2 separate regions of the Arachis hypogaea genome follow, and region 1 is linked to region 2. A link is a contact called in public Hi-C data. All regions are on one chromosome and are shown on one strand. The core of a region is the stretch at or near the end of the contact, and the rest is flanking DNA. Distances in the headings are between cores, read along the strand shown. Region 1 has its middle 11 kb from the start of LOC112772187. Region 2 holds the start of LOC112770873 (cellulose synthase-like protein B4).

Region 1 (4,365 bases), core at 668-3,167, 92 kb after region 2:
TCTTCATTTTGTATTTTTCTGTTTAGTTTTGTCTGTCTTGAGTCTCATGGAAAAAGACAAACAGTGAGGTTTGTATGAAAAAGCTATAGAGCGGAAAAAGGCAGAGTATACAAAATTAAAAGAAAAAACCATAGATGTCCTAGAGGTCCTTTGTACATTTGTGTTGTGTTTCATGATTCTGTGGATGATTCTGTGGGAATCCCCTTGCAAGTTGGGTTAGCACTTAACAGTTGAAAGTTTGGCAGTAACCAAGTCAAGTTCAGGATTGGGGATTAGATTCTGGACTTGTCCCGAATAGGAAGGGTAGTTCCTAGGGAGAATTGGTGTATGTAATCATGATGATTCTAGTGAAATTCCATCATTGTTGTGATAGAGACTAGATGTAGGCTGCATTGCACTTGGCAGCTGAATCAGGATACTTCGTGGTGTGATTTTCTCTCTCCCTTCTACTCCATTTCTGTTTCTGCTACATAGGAGATAAAACTGAAAAATATTTCTTGCCTGGTTACGAGATAAAAAGAAAAAGTCTCGTAGCTAGGTACGAGACAAAAAGCAAATAGTCTCCAAAAGTTATTTCAAAGGCCAGCAAGTGTTAATAAGCAAAAAATGGGGCTAAGATTCTTTTAAGTTATTTCACATTGACTTATATAACAGTGATCTCATTTATTGTTATAAATGCTAATAGAATAAGTCATTATTATTTTTGATTTGGAATTAAATGAGAATAAAACCAGAGATATTGTATTTGGGCTTTAGAGTTTAATGGGTGCCACACTCAAATATAAATAGTAACTTTAGGGCTTTGGTCTCAATACATCAAAGCCGCCTCCACAATTTTTTTTTCATCAAAAAAGTTGCGATTTAGCCCTATTAAAAATACAAAAATTTTAATTAAAGAAGATCAAAAAATTAAACTCTTCTAATCATACTCACAAATTTAAATACGCTTCGAGACTTAAATATTTTTTTTAATGATTTAATAGGGATGATATTAGAATTAAAAAATTCTAAAAAAATTCTAGATTGAATTCATAAATCCTCTTCATGAGAGTACAACTTGCATTGCTCATGGCTGCCCTTAATTAACACTTGTAGATCATTATTTGTCAAGGACCACACAATTATATAATTATATATGGCGGTGTGATTTAATATAAAAAAAATAAAATAAAATTATATGGTTGATTTGGTTTAGGACATATACAAACTTTATTTTATTTGAGAAACGAGAATGATGCAAAACAAGTAGCTATTGTCTGATGATGGGAGAAAAAATATCAACAAAATTGATAATATATTGTTAATAGCATAAGCATTCAGCCGTTTACATTTGCTCCAAATCTTTGAACATCTGATTTCTCGATATTGACGTGTGAGTTTCATTTTTATTTTAGTTGAGACAAAATAAACATGTTAACCACCACGTTACCTATGCTATATTGTATGTATTATATATTTCGTCATTTCTAATTTGTGTATAAACAATGATAATTCTAATTTTAAATTTGGCTATTTGATCACGAGAGAAAAACCCAGTATTTTATATAGTCGGATATTATTTGCAACCAAGTTGTTTTAAATTTATACATTGACGACCTACTCGAAAATACACTATATCATTATTCGTTATCACTAAAAACAACATTCTTTCCAAATTTTTTTTAAAAAATGCAAGCATAGTTATTTAAATTAAATTCATGTACTTTAAATTGGAATCTTAAAACTAAATGCTTCAAATAACGTTTCGGTTGATTGGATTTAGTATCAACGTTTTTTTTTTTTTTTTTTGAAAATGATTTAGTACAAACGTTATTCATTATATTAAAAATAAAATTATGAGTGGTCATATAAAAAATGGAGTAAGCAACTATGTGGCCTCCAAGGAGGAAGAAGGTTCAAAGTATGAGCATAATGGGCCTGCTCAGCAAGCCCATTAACCTTTATACGGTTGTATCGGCCCAGTTTAGTGGTCATGTTCGTAAGAGAAGGCTGATATCAAAAAAAAAAAAACAGAAGATGGATTTAGGAGGTGATATAATTTTCAGTGGGTAACACTGAAGGGTGGTTGGGCCTCTAATCATACATGACTGATAGTTGATGGTAGTATGGTACAAAGATGTTAATGATATAGGAAAATTTTCAGATATTAAAAGAATAGCAATATTGATTTCAATTATAATATTTCAGATAAGAATAGTAGTATTCTAGTAGTTTTAGTCATTGATCTGAATTATATATATATTTCACCTGGTATTTTCACCTGAAAATTTTCCAATGTTATACATTGCAGATTGCTTGCTATTTGCACTCAAGATACAAGTCAAGCCAATCTACCACTTATAATGAAAACGGTACTAGCCTCAATGTCTCATTATTCTTGGTCTTGTGAACTTGCTCCTTTGAATTTTCCATTTCATGCAAATAACATGCTACTATAATCTCTTGGTTATTGTGCTGGGACATCAGCTAAGATCCATTATGGTGAACTGGGCAGATTTTTCAGGTTTCTTTAGCCAGGATCATGTCAAGCTTGGAGATTTGGTTGTTCATAATCAGGTAAGTTTTTGTTGAATGTACATTTTTATATTCATCATTATACAAAATTGTACTTGGAACTGAAGACAAATATAAGACACTGTGTCTTAGGGTGGAGACATACATTTTCTACATTTTCTGTTTCTGATTTCTGTATAATGTCCTGTCCTAACAACTAAATGCGGTTTTATAACCATAAAATACTTTATGTATCTATCTAGTTAAGCACTTGTGACAATAATGCCACATGTGTGTGCTTGTAAATACACTTTGGATATGTTATAGTCCTAAATTATGTTTATGTAATTTAGACCATAGAGATTAAAATCTTCTATTATTATTCTTGAGATAGTTTTTTTTTTCTTTTTCATTTTTCAATTTTTTTTCTCCCTGCTCAAAAATTGATGTTACATTATATCACTTTTTTTCCCTTATAAATTAACATGTTTTTTAGAACTTTACATTTGTAGGCTACTGATGGAGAGGGAGAAAAAAACCAATAGTATGAAGATGAGTTGAAATCCATTTTGGCGCCTGAAATTTTTGATTGGGTTCAATTTCGACATCCAAATTTATAATTACCCAATTAACACCCCCAAATATTGGATTGTGCTCCACGCTTGCTCCCGTAGCTATCTCCGTTAACGGAGATATGATATGGCACGTTAAGTTGACAGAGTGTGTATCCACGTGACACCCAACTTGATAGAATGGATGTGTGATGAGTGAATGATATGGCAAAAGTTGAATGAACTCAATTTGTAACCCTCTTTTCCCAATATGTTCGAGACTTTGTTGGACAAATTGAGTTCATTCAACTTTTGTCACGTTATTCACTCATCACACATCTATTCTGACAAGTTGGATGCCACGTGGATATACACTTTATCAACTTAACGTGTCACATCAGATTTTCGTTAACAGAGATAGCTACAAGGGCAAACGTGGGACACAATCTAATATTTGAAGGTGTTAATTGGATAACTATAAATTTGGGAGTCGAAATTGAGGCCGGTCGAAAATTTCACAGAGCAAAATGGGTTTCAACTTGCATGAAGATAGATAAAATATCACACATAGAAAATTGATGAAATACTTCTAAATACTATTATATCTATATTGAATAAGTAAGATGCATGAAATTCTAATAGTAAGTGACACCTTAGAAAGGTTAATATATATTATGCAGTGGTGAAAATTTTGATCAATCAACTTCTCCACTACGACATAACGAACCTTAGGTTCTATTGTTCTAACCCCAACTCTGATCTAATGAACTTCCAAAATCGTTTCCAGTGGCTAGAGAAGGATCTTGTGGACCCACTTTTGGAACCTTTACGCAAACTGTGGCCTTAATGAAAAATTGAAAAGCAAAAGTTTGGGTAACCAATATTTTTGGGGGGTTTCTTTGTTTCCTTTCTTGCTTTCGGCCTTGAATGTGATCCATTGACCATTTTGTCACACTAGTGTGTCCGAATATTTTAAGAGGCTCCTACACAATGTTCTTTCTATGATTAAAAAAAGAAAAACAAGTGTTTTGAACTATTGGGGGGGAAAAAGTGTAAAAGAGAACATGGAATGAAAGCAGAGATTGGGTACTATATATTGCTTTATTTGTCACTTGTAACACTTGGGTACCTAGTGACCAATAAAAATAAGGTATGATAATTTATAATAATTATAAGAGTACGTAGAGGGAGGACAATGTTCTACTTAGGATCCCATGAATATTTTGAAGTATTGGAAGGATAAAGATAAGTTGAAACTTGAAAGTAGAGATCTCATTGACGAGTGACGGATTAATTAGTAGTTTGTTGTAAATTGTACTTC
Region 2 (4,689 bases), core at 768-3,267:
GAATATCTATAATTTCTTTTCTTGTTAGACATATTTTTCAAAATATCTATTTGATTTTTTTCCGGAAAAAATGTTATATTTATTACTTTTTATAGATATTTTTAATTTTATACACTTTTCAAGGGAAAAAAAATTCTTATATTGCCTTTATATTTTAGGAGTGGAATTGAAATTAAAAGATTGACATTGAATATTATATATACTTAATGAGTAGAGATTAAATTTTTATTTGGGATACAAAATTTTAATCCTTTAATATCTCTATAAAGTGAAGACACAGATTACTAAAATTTTTAGAAATAGAAATTAAAATTTTAATAATATTTTTTTAAATTATTCTCATTTAACTTTTTATATTACAAATCTACTTTTTAATCTCTGTCTCAATCTCCTTTTCAATCGCATTGTTATATATTCTTTAAATAATGTTAGAGAATTAACTTTTTTTTTAGTCAATATTAACTTTCTTTTTTAAAATGGGATAACTAATTAAAAATTAGTTTTTTTTATACTTTCTCATCCTTCTCATATAGCGAGTACTTCATGCACCTTGATTATGGTTGGATGGTTATTGAGCTGTGTCGTTGAGAATACGTGAAATTCTTGGTCGAGCATGATTGATTTCTTTGTCGCATTTTGAATTTTACTGCAAAGATGCTCATACCCATCCTGCATAAATTAAATTAAAGACTTCAAATTCATACATATATACATAAACTAACATCGATATGCATGTAATTGATAATAATAATCACCTTAATTGCCAACCATTCTTGCATGAATTCTGGACTATTGTTGGGTGCGGTGGCCTCATTATTATTAGAATCGAAGTATCTAAAGGGTGCTCTAGTTTTTACATTGTACTTCTTACAGAAAGGTACCCAAAGCTTTGCAAACTTTGAAGCCTCCACAAGAGCATACAAGTTAAGAGGGGAGCAACCATCATCGGAGACATAGCAAGAAAGCTTGTTGGAAGGGTAATCAAGTGCCAAAAGTGACAGAACAGTGTTCACTGTTATGATTGGTGGTTCAAGAACTGGATCTGCTGTTGTCACAAACAAGTCCACTGATGGAAGCTCAGCTACCCTTTACATAAAAAAAAAAATCACAATATATATAGTTAATAATAGATACATAGGTTCGGAATCAGAAATGTTAAGTGACCAACACTTTTTTTTTTTTTTTTTTACCGGGAGAAGAGACGGTGAGGGTAGGATTTGGTATATGAAGGGTTCCATTTGGTGGAGATGATGGTTAACCAAGTGAAAGTGAACCATGACTCGCACATGAAAGCAAGGAACCAAGGGTATGAGTGGTGGTTCATGTCATCATAGGAGAATACACGGTAGCAGAGTAGCAAAACAAGGAGGATCAGAATAATTGAATCCATTACCCTTGAAAGTGTGTATTTCACCCATATTTTTTCGTATAGAGGCTCAGTATTACTCTCTTCACTGATTCCCATTGTGATTTCTCTCTCACTCCCAGTAACCTTTTGTTGTAGTTATTTTATTAGTCAACGAGCTTCAGGGGAAGTCGGCATTTTAAAGGCGGAGAACACTTCCCCTGCTTGGCTGCCATTTCTTTTATTTTTTTTGAATATTCACATGATATTTTCGTACGAAAATAATATCGTGAACAGTTGGATAATTCAGTAAAATATATTCGATTAAATATTAAATTATCTAACTATTCATAATATTATTTTATGTAAAAATATCATTACGAGAGTATTTATATTTTTTAATTATTTATATCAATACATATTATGTATGATAATAATAATAATAATGATAATAATAATAATAATAATAATTGAATTTCCTTTATTCAACTCAACTGGACTCGCTTCCCTCGTGTAACAAAAGTTTTTGGACTATAACGTGTATTGTCCCAGCAATAAAAGGAAAGCCCTAGAGAGATAAATTCATTTGTTTTCTCTTCCAATGTGCTTGTGGTGGGAAGGCATATCTACGTATAATGAAAACAAAATTCAAGAAATATGAAAGGACGATATCAGGCATGAGAGGGCATCAATAGTGAAGTTGATCTCTCTGACCACGTGCAAATCTAGAGATACATATTTTTTTGACTGAAAATTTAAAACAATCCACTAGAAAAGGAAACGTAAGGCGATTCTTCTAAATACTCGTTTCAAACTGCTTTTAAAGTATTAGAAGCTCTATATGCTGTTAATGTGATTTTAAGGTCATTTTTGCCATAATATCTGTCACTGTATTTGCATCTCATAAGATTAAGCAAAAATCAACATGTCACTTTTAAATTATAATATCTTTGACTTTAAACACCAAAAGGTCTATATATCCAGCATTATCATGAGAATTGTTAACAAAAATGAAAGCCTCAAGAGAATCCATTTCGCAAATCACATTTCTTTGTCCCAAGTCTTAAGCTAAAAGAAATCCTCTCCAAATAGCAAACAATTCTCCTTGAAGAATATTGCAGCTCTCTATTGTTTCCAAACAGTGTCGTTGCCGATTTCCGTCTCAATCTCTGTTAATATAGGCAAAACCAATCCGATCCCCAGAACCAGAGTAATTAGCATCACAATTAATCTTAAAAGTACCCATTGAAGGAGAAACCCAAGAACAACTAATCATAGAAGAAATAGAAATTCGTTGTCATTCAAAGACATTATTCCGAACCTCCTTCTCGAAGGTTAAAGTCATACGAGCTACTTTAAAAGGAGGCCAAGGCTAGGGGTGGCAAGCGGGGAAGCTTGCCCCGCCCCACCAGAAGCCTACCCTTTGGCGGGCTGGCGGGCTAAGCCCGCCAAATCTCCTCTTTTTTTTTTACTATTAACTACTAAATAATATATATAATTTCACAATCATATTAATAAATTTATAATTTCTAAAGGCATAAAAAATTATATTTTTTATATTCATAAATATTAAAATCTTTGTAATTATAAATATCTAATAAACATAATTATAAACCAAGTTTTCATCCGAAACATAAGTATAAATATTCTCTTCAAAGCAAAATAAACATAATTTAAAACATAATTATAAATATTGTCTCAAAAGTAACATAAACATAATCCAAACCACTCAATTTTATCTTCATACTCTTGTAAGTTAGGTTGGGATTAGGTTGGAAAAAGTTAGGTTTTGGCAAAAAAAATTGTAAAAATACTCCCTCACTAAAAAAACACTAAGCCCGGCGGAGAAGCCCGCCCCGCCCCGCCAAAGCCCGCCAAAACCTACGGTTTAAGCGGTGCGGGTTAGACGGATTTTTGCTATTTGGCGGTCCCAATTTTCCATCCCGACCCGCCTTTTTTGGCAGGTTACGCGAGCCAGCCCGGCGGGTTTAGACCCGTTTGCCACCCCTAGCCAAGGCTCATGATGGTTAAAAATCTCATTGTTCCTAGCTCTTCAAATTCACCATAAACCAAAAAAGAACCTAAAATGATGCTTTTTACTATGGGACAAGAACCAGTTCTTCAAATCCAGAGGATGATCGAAAATCTCTAAAATCTGCCAAATAAACGGAGTTTTTGGACAATCTCAAATACAGTGAAAAACTGTTTTCTGGCAAGTCAAACAACTGGGACAGTTATCTGTAGGTGAAAGGCCTCTCCTGAGACAAAAACCATCAGTAGGTAGTGCCTTTCACACACAAAGTCAAGTAAAAAATTTGATATTTTTCGGAACAAGTTGACACCAAAGCCAAAGCCATTTTTCTCTCTTCTCCCATCTAAATATCTTCTTGCAGAGCCATAAGGGCATTATAAACCTTAGCCGCCCATCGGACTAAGTCCAGCTTACTACTGAACCCGTTTGCACATCCTAATTGTAGGAGATAATGCTTTCATGCAAAACCTAGTGAAAAGGAGAACAGACCTTCTCAATATATCACTCCCTAACCGACCGTAGATCTAAAATCCGGAGATTCGAATCAGAAATGTGAATATAATCCATCTCATTACATAGCTGCCCTTCTTTCTCCATTTAGAGAACCAAAAATTTTGGTCTAAATTCCAATGCACCAATTAAAACCATCCTTCAAAATATCCTAAATTTTACATAGAATCCCCCAAACATAAGATCTATTATCTGTAGAACAGTTGAAAGTGTCACCCAGAGAAAAACGGTATTTAACTGCCAATAGCTGAACCCAAAGCTTGTGGGAATAATGAAAGAGTTTTTAAACTAACGTTCCAAGAAGAGCAATATTAGTACAAAATGGATCCCATATTTCCAGACCATCAAACTTCTTTGGAGTGACCAACACCTTTCAGCTAACAAGATTTAGCCCCTGACCATTGGCTTGATCTTTTCAAAGAAATTTTTTTTATCATAGATGCTATAGAATTTGTTATCCCTTTGAGAAAAAGAGAGATTTGCATGCGCTAAGTAGTAATAGCTGCCACAACCGAATTGATCAAACAGAGCCTTCCCGCCCTATTGAGTAACACCTTTTTCAGCTGGCTAGCCGTCCTCTAATCTTATTTAGAACTTCATTAAAAGATGCTCGCGTCAGCCGAGAATGACTAAGAGTAATCTCGAGGTATTTGGCCTAATTCTGAATGAAACGAATGGAGGATATCCCAGTAAAGATTTTTTTCTAGTTGCTGAAACATTACGAAAACACAACACTTTAGACTTCTCCATATTAATCTTTAGCCCATAAGCTTTATAGAAACTCTCCAAGTTGTCATTATAT

The links. A called contact is a pair of places that touch in the nucleus more often than the background predicts.
Region 1: a contact with region 2 is called in a Hi-C map of an unstated tissue, with 4 times the contacts expected there. The contact joins the enhancer-like site here to the promoter of LOC112770873 in region 2. A contact is called at or near these places in 4 of 8 Hi-C or Micro-C datasets (leaf and an unstated tissue).

The regions. Positions count from the first base shown.
Region 1 is chr18:7,490,139-7,494,503 of arahy.Tifrunner.gnm2.J5K5, forward strand. No RefSeq gene overlaps it. Among protein-coding and RNA genes, the nearest start is that of LOC112772187, 11 kb to the left of the region's middle. Within about 2 kb of position 1,918, at least 3 of the 3 cell types and tissues checked have open chromatin away from gene starts, as enhancers often do.
Region 2 is chr18:7,398,512-7,403,200 of arahy.Tifrunner.gnm2.J5K5, forward strand. LOC112770873 (cellulose synthase-like protein B4) reads right to left here and starts at 2,018. Exons shown (of 8, transcript XM_072225594.1): 1 at 1,191-2,018; 2 at 756-1,086; 3 at 550-669. The coding sequence starts at 1,465.